Regions from separate parts of the Pan troglodytes genome. Here region 2 is linked to region 1. The links are chromatin contacts, called in public HiChIP or PLAC-seq maps. All regions are on one chromosome and are shown on one strand. Each heading gives the region's core, a stretch centred on a gene start, on an enhancer-like site or on the middle of the called end of the contact. The rest is flanking DNA. Distances are from core to core; before and after follow the strand shown. Region 1 holds the start of SELENON (selenoprotein N). Region 2 holds the start of MAN1C1 (mannosidase alpha class 1C member 1).

Region 1 (4,871 bases), core at 1,485-3,984:
CTTTGAAGCTTATGCACCCGAAACAGCCAGCATGTCTCTCTTGCCTTTCCCATCAATGACTGACTTACACCAAGCAATCTGGGTAATAAGTAGGTGTCCAAGATCCTAAGTTCAAGAAACGTCACAAGAAGTTGGAAGAAAATGGGCACAGAGGTTAGGGTGGTGGTGGGGCAGCGAGAGAAGCATTTTATAATTCATTAGAATGTTTCAGCCCCTCATCTTTAACCAAATAAATAAATAAATAATCACTGACTGCACTAGGCAAAAATGATAGCAAGAATGGAATAGGAGGCCGGGCACAGTGGCTCACGCCTGTAATCCCAGCACTTTGGGAGGCTGAGGCAGGCAGATCTCTCGAGGTCAGGAGTTCGAGACCAGCCTGGCTAACAAGGCAAAACCCTGTCTCTACTAAAAATACAAAATCAGCCCGGCATGGTGGTAGGTGCCTGTAATCCCAGCTCCTGGGAAGGCTGAGGCAGGGGAATTGCTTGAACCAGGGAGGCAGAAGCTGCAGTGAGCTGAGATTGCGTCACTGCACTCCAGTCTAGGTGACAGAGCAAGACTCCATCTCAACAACAACAACAACAACAAAGAATGGAATAGGAATCTGAAAGCACCTAAGCAAAGTTTCAGATTTAGTAATGATAGTTATAGCTCCTGGCTGGGTGCGGTGGTTCACACCTGTAATTCCAGCACTTTGGGAGGCCAAGGTAAGAGGATCGTTTGAGCCCAGGAGTTTGAGACCAGCCTAGGCAACGTAGTGAGACTGCATCTCTACAAAAATAGAAAAATCAGCTGGGCGTGGTAGCACATGCCTGTGGTCCCACTTACTCAGGAGGCTGAGGCAGGAGGATCAATTGAGCCAGGGAAGTTGAGGCTGCAGTGGGCTGTGACTGCACCACTGCACTCCAGTCTGGGTGACAGAACAAGACCCTGTCTCAAAAAAAAAAAAAAGTTATAGCTGCTGTCTATTGGAAATCTACTGCATATTCGTCACTGTGCATTTCTTTTCTCTACTGAAACCTGTGAGCTGGTGCAGGACCCTGAAGCCAGATGGCCCCAGTTCTAGCCCTGGCTCCGCACCTTTCTAGCTTAGGAAACTGGGGAGCCTGCCTGTGCCTTAGTCTCTCAAACTATTAAACATGGGGATCATGACAGTGTCCATCTCCCAGGGCTACTGTGAGGTTTAAAGAGAGAACCCACATGAAGTACTTAAATACCTGGCACGGAGGAGGTGGCCAAGGAATGGTTTTTTTGTTTTTTTAGTTTTGCTTTGTTTGTTTGTTTTGAGACAGGGTCTCACTGTGTCGCCCAGGCTGGAGTGCAATGGTGTGATGTCAACTCACTGCAACCTCTGCCTCATGGCCTCTAGTGATCCTCCCACCTCAGCCTCCCAAGTAGCTGGGACTACAGGTGTGCACCACCACACCCGGCTAATTTTTGTATTTTTGTAGGGATGGGGTTTTGCCATGTTGACCAGGCTGGTCTTGAACTCCTGGGCTCAAGCGATCCTTCCATCTCCCAAAGTGTTGGGATTACAGACGTGAGCTACCTCGCAGACCAAAGAATGTTAGCTGGTATTATTGCTCACAAGTCTGAGAAAAACAGGCTCAGGGGTTGCTGGAGCAGCTCGCCCAAGCCACCAGCTACAAAGTGTCAGAGCTGGGAGGAGTCCAGGGCCTCTGAGATCCCACGAGCTTCCCTCCACTCCAGACGGCCGCTCCTGCTCAGTGAAGACACCGTTGGCCAAGGCGCCCTCCTCCCCAGCCGCCAGCCTCTCCTGGTACCTGTTAGCTTCTCAGCAATGGGTTTGAACTCCTCAGGGCTGATGTACATATCCCCGTCAGTGTCCAAGGAGGAAAAGAGAAAAAGGCCATCTGTCCCCAGGGTCTTCAGCGCCAGTTCCTGCTTGGGAGGAGAGACTGGGCTGGGCACCATTTGGCGGCCTGGTCTCCTGGTCCCCAACAGGCAGTTGCTTCCGCATGGAGCCCCTTCTCCCACCATCTTCCTGAGTTCTCCCAGTGCCTCCCGGTCCATCTGTGCAAATGTTGCCTCTGAACTGCCCCAGAGCCTCCAGTCCCTCCTAGTCCCTGCTCATCCACTGTCTGGTCCGACTGCCCCCTCCCAGTTTGTCCCCACTCCGCCTTCCGCCTGGCCCTGGCTGCTTGGCCCTGTTCCTCCTGCACCTTCTGTCCTCTCCTGTGTCCCCTCCTCACTGTCCCAGGGCTCCCCAGTGCCCCTTTAAGACTCTGCGGGAACCAGCTTCACTGTGTCCAGGTCACTCCTCTGGATAGAGACCCCCTCCAGTCTGTCCCAGCCCCACACTGGCCTCCGTTCGCCTTCCCCCCATCAGCCCGGCCCCAGGCACCCCCCACCCGCCTCCCGTGTCCCCTCCTTCCCGTGCTCCCTCCCGTCCAGTCCCCCTCCGCCCTCCGCCTCCCCCGACTCGTCCCTGCCCATGTCCCCCCTGCTGCCGAGGCTGGGTCCTTCAGTCCCCGCTCCCGCGCTCCCGCCCCAGCCAGCTCGGGCCCGGACCTGCCGCGCGGCCGCCTGGGCCTCGGCGTGGCGGGCGCAGACCCGGACGGCGGCGGCAGCGGCGGCGGCCAGCAGGGCTCCGAGCAGCGCCAGGGAGCGGGCGCGGCGGCGCGGTGGCGCGGGAGGCTGCGCGGCGGGGCCGGGGCTGGGCGGCCCGCGTTGGCCCGGCCGGGCCCGGCCCATGGCTGCAGCTGGCGGCGGCTGCCGGCGGCCCCGGACGCGAAGGGGCGGGGCGGGGCCGGGGGCGGGGCGGCCGGGGCGGGGAGGGGCGGGGCGGCCGGGGCGGGGAGGGGCGGGGCGGCCGGGGCGGGGAGGGGCGGGGCGGCCGCAGGGGCCGGGCGGGGGGTCGCTGGTTCCCGGCTTCGCAGCCCGGCCAGAGCCCGGGGCGGGGTCAGCTACACCGGAAGGCCAAGAGGGGCTGATCGCGTCTATGCGGTCGGGTCCGTAGTCCCGGCCACCCCAGCCTCCCCAGGCCGCTTCCTGCCTCTCCGCGCCCCTTCCCGTGCTTCCGTTCCCAAAGCTAAGCCAGGCCTCTGCGGCCCACTTGCCTGGCCCAGCCCAGAGAGCGATTCCAGACTGGGGACTGGGACAAAGAAGGGGCTGGGGCCAGAGGCTGGGGAGAAGCCACACACCCTGTGCTTTCCTGGAGAAGGGGCGTCGGGGGCCACTGAGGCCTCGTGTCCCTCCTCTGCTGGCAGCCGTGCACGAGGCCAGAGACTGCTGAGGGGCATCCGTCCATCCTTATCCCACCAGTTTTCTAAAAGTTCCTCTGTCATCTAGAGCAAGACCAATTAAAAAGAAAGCCCAGCCCCTGTTCCCCTCATGTGCAGTTGGGGGGCCACCTCCGCAGATGCATGGGTTATGGGGATTGGCCTTGTTCCAGGCACAGCAGGTGCAGCTCTGAACCTGCACTTCCCTGGGCCCAAATTTCCTCATCTCCACCAAGGAGTTAAAAGAGCCCCCCAACCCCCACCCTCCGGGCTCTGGTCTGGTGAGGGGAAGGCGAGGCTCCAGCCCCTCAGCAGCTGGAGCTACCAGAGGCCCTGGCTTTTCTGGAGAACAGCACGCGGCATGCTTGGAGGAGGGCCTTGGAAATAGGGGTGGGTGGTGTTGAGGACATATTTTCATGCCTGTCAATCCCCAGGACCCTTGGTTCCTTGGGGCTCTCTTCCATTCTTTCAAAGCCCCCAGTTACCATGGGGTGGCTCTAGATGTCTCTACCTGCATTTTCTCAGGCGAGGGTGGCAGCTGCAGAAGCCTCTAGACAAGAACTCTGAGCCCAGAGGCGAGCAGTGCCTGCCTTTGCAGAGCCCCACCAACCCCCCCAGCGCAGGGGCACCTGTCAGGCCTGAGGGATCCAAAGGATGCTGAGCTCTGCCCATGTGCTGGACTTCAGGTGGGGTGATTTACACATTCTCTCACTCTGTTCTCAAGCCACCTTGTGAGGTAGAGACTGCTTCCCTGGTTTTCAAATGAAGAAGCCTGACCTCTGGCACCCAGGTCTATGGGTCCAAATCTCCTGCCATCCTGCCTCCCAGGCTTCCCACGGGATGACCCGGTCGACTGAGTTGGGGGTGGGGTCCTGCCTCCACTGCCCATCCTGTTCTTCTTTGGTGGCCAGCCATGGCAGCGCCAGGTGAGGCCTTCCCAGAGCCCACACAGGGCGTGGCACATCGTGGGCACTCCTCAGTGTCTGTCGGATGAATGACTCCCAGGGACCTTCCAGAGTTGTGGGCCCAACCCAACCCTTGCCCTGTGCTCTGGCCCCAGTGTCCTTAGAGGGACCCACTGAGGGCCTGACATCTGGCATTGGCTTCTGAAGGCTTCCAACTGTGCCACTTTCAACTCATTATTGCTACTGTTTGGGGACACCCTGTGTACGATACATGCTACTAGAAAACCAAATTCCATTCTATTGGAAGCAAAACTAGTAGAGCACAAAGCAGGTTAGGAGGGGAAGATTGATGAGCTAAGGCTTCTGGAAAATAAACAAAGGAAGTTTTCTTTCCCAGATAACTTTTATTTATTACACTTGCTTTTTCTTAAAGATACAGTTACCCCACTGGTCTCTGCTGCCCAGTGCTGAAGAAATGGGTTTCTGGGGCTTGCGGGACTTGGGGGATGATTCTAGAAGCTCAGGAAGGCGCACAGTGGGGGTGAGTTAATGACAATCAGGTCAGATCAGTGTGCCTCTGTGAAAAGGATCAATCTTGGGCCCAGCTCTGGGAGATGTCAGTTCTGGGAGGTGTCAGCTCTGGGACTGGCAGTGGAGCAGGGCCGGTTTCCCACTGGAGGGCGCCCTTCCCAGAAGGGCTTGTCCCAAACCAAGATCCCCG
Region 2 (4,871 bases), core at 1,392-3,891, 180 kb after region 1:
CCGCTCCAGCAAGCATCATCCCAGACTCTGCTGGCAAAATAAATTGTCTTACACAGAGAGGGAGAATCAAGTTCCCTACTAGCCAGCCCTCCCTTCCTGCCATGACTCCCCAGCCCCTGGCATTCGGAAATGGACCACCATCTAAGTGCAAACACAGAGAGCATCTTTTCTGAGGAAGATGATAGTTAATTCTTAATCCTTTGGGGGATGAGTTTGAAAATCTGATGGCACCTCTGGATGCCCCATGAAAAACTGCATGCATGCAATTTATATGTAATTTCACTGGGGGTCACTGCCCTACTAGGAGGTCGAGAGGGGCAAAAAGAGCCACTGTGCTCAGAAGCAGCTTTGAGAAAGAGCTATGGGTGGTCCAGGTGAGTATTCAACAGCGTAGTTCCTTAACAAGAAAGGGAGAAATGAATGCCCCTTACTTAGCTACTGTAAGTTCCAGCTGTCAATCAACCTGAGATTTCAACAGGAATCTGGAAATGAGAGCACACAAACATGCACACACACACACACACCAAGCACTCAGCTTCCTTGTGGCTTCCTATTGTAACTTCACAAAATGTCCTGTGATTGCTAGTTAAGCCTCCAAACAGAGTAACAGCAGAGATAAGAAGTGGAAGAGAGGTGGGCGCTGGAAGGGAGGATGGTTCAGACAAGGAGAAGGGGATAATCTGGCTAAGCCCTCCATCGGCTCTGAGCAGGTCTTGACAGGGCAGGTCCTGATCCTTGCTGCCTGCTCTTCCTGGAAATCAGGGTCGAACTGCTGACTTCTTCGCAGCAAATCAAGAAGTCCAGGCAGAAGCAGCCCTTTCTTTCCTTTGAGTCCATGGGGAGGGGAGAGCATCCTCTCGTTTCTAGGGAGGAGACCCTGGCCCACAGCTTGCCCACGGCCCCCTCGTGGCCTGGGGGTGTCACTGCAGCCCCCTCTGCATTGCTGGGCACCATCCGCACGCAGGCAGTTCTAACAGTGGTCCAGCAGAATATTTAGTGGCAGTGGCAAGCTGGCAACTGTCTTCAAGCCTTGTGAGGCTGTGTTTGCTTTTGATTTCTTAAACTAAGACTCAGACTTAAAGTGATCCTTCTAAATCCCTCCTGGTACAATCCCTACAGGGAACCAGCTCAAGATCTGCTTCATTATGCCAATAACCTCGGAGCTTCTGTAATATGACCACTGCTTTATCATCTCTTCCTGCATCATATGCAATTATGTACAATTGTGTACAATTGTTCCAAAGCTCAATAAGCTCAATAGAAACAGAATGCACAACATCCTCTGGTTTGTAGGTTGCTTACTAGATTACAAAATATTCGCAGGACACCAAATACCCCCTTAAATCCTGGGTTTTCAGGTAAGCAGGTCCTACAGGGGTTTTGGACTTAAGGTCACACAGTGAAAAAGAATGGGACCAGTGGCTCTGTGTCCACAAATGCAAAAAGAGGGTGCACTAAGGAACCTGAACTCCACTCTCATTAGCAACTCCACAAAGGGAAGGAGTGGAGCTCACTGGGCCTGGGGGTTGGATAGGACAGACCAGAGTCTGGGAGTGAGGGGGCAGTTGGTCTAGGGGTTCAGCTGCCATCTGTCACGGTGGGGACGATTAACTGACCCGAGTGGTGGGAAACTGTGTAGGGAGGAAAGAAGGTGGGACATTTGGGAGGAAAGGGGAAGGTGCAAAGTGCAGTCTGCAGGGCCAGAAGTAGACCTGGGACCAGGAGTGACTGAGGCAAGGGAAAGGGGTGGGAGCGCCAGAGGGTCTTCTCTCCTTAGTGGGGGCAGTTGGTGGGAGGAATTGGGGGGCTGAGTCCATACCTCCTTGATTTTCTCCCGCTGGGCTCGCACTTGGCTCTGGGGCTCCTGACTCTCATCGGCCCTCGTTCCCAGGACCGGGTGGCGGAGGCGGCTCCGGAATGCGTTGAAGTCAAAGCGGAAAGGGACGCCCTCGTCCCCGGGCCTGGAGGCCGGGATGCTATTGCCCCGGGCCGCCGTGGCCTCCACGCGGGGTCCAGTGGGGCGGGTGCGCCGCAGCCCCCCTTTCCTGCGGCGGGGACTGGCCCAGCTGCTGGGGTCATCCTCGCCCGGGGCCGGCGCGGCGGGGGCCGGGTTGGGAGGCGGCTCCTGCTCGCGGGCCGGGGCATGGCCGGCGATTTCAGCCACCACTTCCAGGCCAGGCTGCTGGGTCCGGGGGGCCAGGAAGAGGCGCTTGAGGCGAGAGGAGTGGGGCAGCAGGAAGAGGGCCCCGAAGCACAGGGTGACCAGGCCCGAGAGGAAGAGGAGGAAGAGGAACTTCTGCGGCAGCCGCAGCCCCCACGGGGAGGCCGGGACGAAGCCGGGCACTTTCCTCATGAGCATCGTGGCCCGGCCGGGGGCTCCAGAAGCCCTCGGAGTCCAGGCACGTGTCTGCGGGGGCGCGGTGAGGGGAGGGCGTCCGGAGCGCCGACCGGGATGGGGGTCCCTAGGCAGGGTTGCCAACCCTGAGAGTTTCGCCGCTTCGGGGGACTGTCCCCGAAGTTCAGGGAGTTTGGAGCGAGTCCTCCCGCGAGGAGGCGGGGGCGCAGCGGCCTCGGCGGGGCCCGGGCGAGCGGAGCGGCACGGCTTGGGGCCCGGGCCCGCAGCGACCGGCCGCGCGCCGCAGCCTCCCCTCCGGCCGAGCCCTCCCCGCCGCGCCGGGGCCCGCGCCTTCCCGCGCTGCGGCCGCCGGGGCCGTCACATGCCGTCCGCGGCGTCCCGGCTGTCCGCGCCGAGGGGCGCCCGCAGGCCCGCACCAAGCCGCCCTCCGCCCCCTAGGCTCCCGCCCGCGCTGGTGGGCGCCCAAAGTTTCAGCTTCAGAAGCAGTTTCCGGAGGGGACCGAGGCGATGGGGGGCTGGCGTGTCAGCGCCGCCCCGAGCGCGCGCACACCCGGCCCGGTCGCGACAGCGCCCGGGCTCGACTATCGGGACACGTCCACAACTTTCTCCGCCGCGAACAGGGCGCCGGGAGCTGGGAGCCGGGAGTGGCCAGGGAGCAGGAGCTGGCACTTCCGAGCCTGCGGGGGCAGGGGGCTTCCCCCGGGCCCCAGACAGCGCAGGGATGCCTGGGTCCGGAGCCGCGGCTGGGCGGCTGCAGATGCGCCCGGGAGCGCGGGCTCCCGCCCCTCGAACTCGGCAGGGCGCGGGGCTCCCGCTGGGATCACCTGTTCCCGGCCCCGCCGGCTCCGCGGAGCGCGCAGCCCTGGCTGCGCCTCCCCCGCTGCAGCTGTCTTCCTCGCAGCGGCCGCTCCAGACCGGCCGCTGCCGCCGAGCCTGCGCCCCACACGCGCGCACAGCCACCCGGCCGCCTCCACCGCCGTCCCCGCCGCCGCCGCTCGGGCTTTCACTGCGACAGCGCCCGCCGCCCCGCCTCCTGCCGCCCGCCGGCCACGCCCGCCGGCCACGCCCACGCGCGCGCCCCGCGCCCCCTCCCGCCGCCGCCGCGCCGCGCCGCAGCCGGGCTGAGGGCCGCGCGTCCGGGGGCGGGGCAGAGGCCGAGCGCGGGCGGGAGCGCAGCCCGCTCCAAGCCCCGCCCTCCCCGAAGGGCAGGCGTCGCGCGCACCCCCCATCCAGCGGGCGCCAATGGTCCAGCGGCGCGGGGCAGGCGAGGGCGGGGGCGGAGAGCGCAACGAGGGCATTGGCTGCATCCGAGGGATCCCCGTTGGGCCACAGTCGTCCATTGGTTACTGCCCAGCCTTCGCTGGACCCCAAGCGACAGAGACCACCCCCCAGCCCGCCCGCGAGGCTCGGGTTGGTGGCCCCCGGAAGCGGTGTTGCTCTGGAGGTGTGTGCCCGTCGCTGGGTGACCTCTCTCGCCCCTGAGTGCCAGCCCGGGGTTGTCAGGGAGCTGGCAGCCCGCGCCCTGGCGGCTGCCCCGGGCTTCTCAGCGCTAACGCCGGGCTGCAGGGGTGCTGCTCGTGGCTGGAGCCAAGCCAGAGAGCTGTGACCGCGGCCGGGTCGGCGGAGGTGGTGTTTCCACTGGCCCCCTCGCAGACCCCTGGCGTGCCTTCCTTTTCCCACAACCCTAAACGGGGCCAGGGCCCCTGGGTGGAGCACGGAGGGAGGCTGACCGCAGCCTTGAGAAGCAGCGAAAGGAAGAGAGCCCCGGGCGTGTCCACAGAAGACCACACACATAATGTGACGGACGTCTACCTTGATGCCTACGTGTGTTTATATGCACATGTCTGCGTCTGGGCATAGATCTATATGCACACAGAGACTGGCATGTGGGTGTGTACATGCACTCAAACATACACTTAATTTGGGTATGGACACCCAAGTGATTATACCACAGTATGCATAGACATATATGTAAATTAGTACAAACATGGACATGTGCACCCGCATACCCACAGACACTCAGGCAACAGATAACCTCCAAAAACAGCCAGGCATCAACTCCCAGACACGCGTGTCCTCAACCCCAAGGCCCTCACATCTTCCTCCTTGGACTTAGTCTCTGCATCTTCCCTTCCTGTTAAACCTAACCCAGGGTGAAGCAACATTGTGCTGTGTGGGTCTTTCATGCAAAACACTTTATAGAGACAAATAACAGCAGAGGGAGAGACAAATTAAGAGGTTTGTAATAGGCAAGAGGGAAAATATCTACTTTCAGCTGCAATTTAAAATGAAATGCAGTGTTGACGAGACAGAAAATACTGCAGGGAAGCCTTTCCCGACAGAAGAAGCGGGCCAGGCAGGCTCTCGCCTCGTAAATCTTGCTTCTTCCCTGAGGCCTGCTGGGGATGGGCGGCTGGGACTCAGTCATCCTTCTACCTCTGGCCAGACCACTGACAGCAGACCCACCCTCGATGTTTAAATATCCCTGGCATGCAACTTTCTCTCAACTGAAAAT

Evidence for each region. HiChIP or PLAC-seq counts read pairs in DNA pulled down with a chosen protein or histone mark.
Region 2: a contact with region 1 is called in an H3K4me3 HiChIP or PLAC-seq map of stem cell-derived excitatory neurons, with 18 times the contacts expected there. The contact joins the promoter of MAN1C1 here to the promoter of SELENON in region 1. A contact is called at or near these places in 4 of 7 Hi-C or Micro-C datasets (blood, induced pluripotent stem cells and stem cell-derived neural progenitor cells), 1 of 1 datasets of contacts at active chromatin or transcription factors (stem cell-derived excitatory neurons) and 1 of 1 other capture datasets (stem cell-derived neural stem cells).

The regions. Positions count from the first base shown.
Region 1 is chr1:205,171,899-205,176,769 of NHGRI_mPanTro3-v2.0_pri, forward strand. It overlaps SELENON (selenoprotein N), which reads right to left and starts at 2,735. Exons shown (of 13, transcript XM_024357070.3): 1 at 2,536-2,735; 2 at 1,788-1,905; 3 at 832-933. The coding sequence starts at 2,718.
Region 2 is chr1:205,353,767-205,358,637 of NHGRI_mPanTro3-v2.0_pri, forward strand. MAN1C1 (mannosidase alpha class 1C member 1) reads right to left here and starts at 2,642. Exons shown (of 12, transcript XM_016956569.4): 1 at 1,820-2,642. The coding sequence starts at 2,359.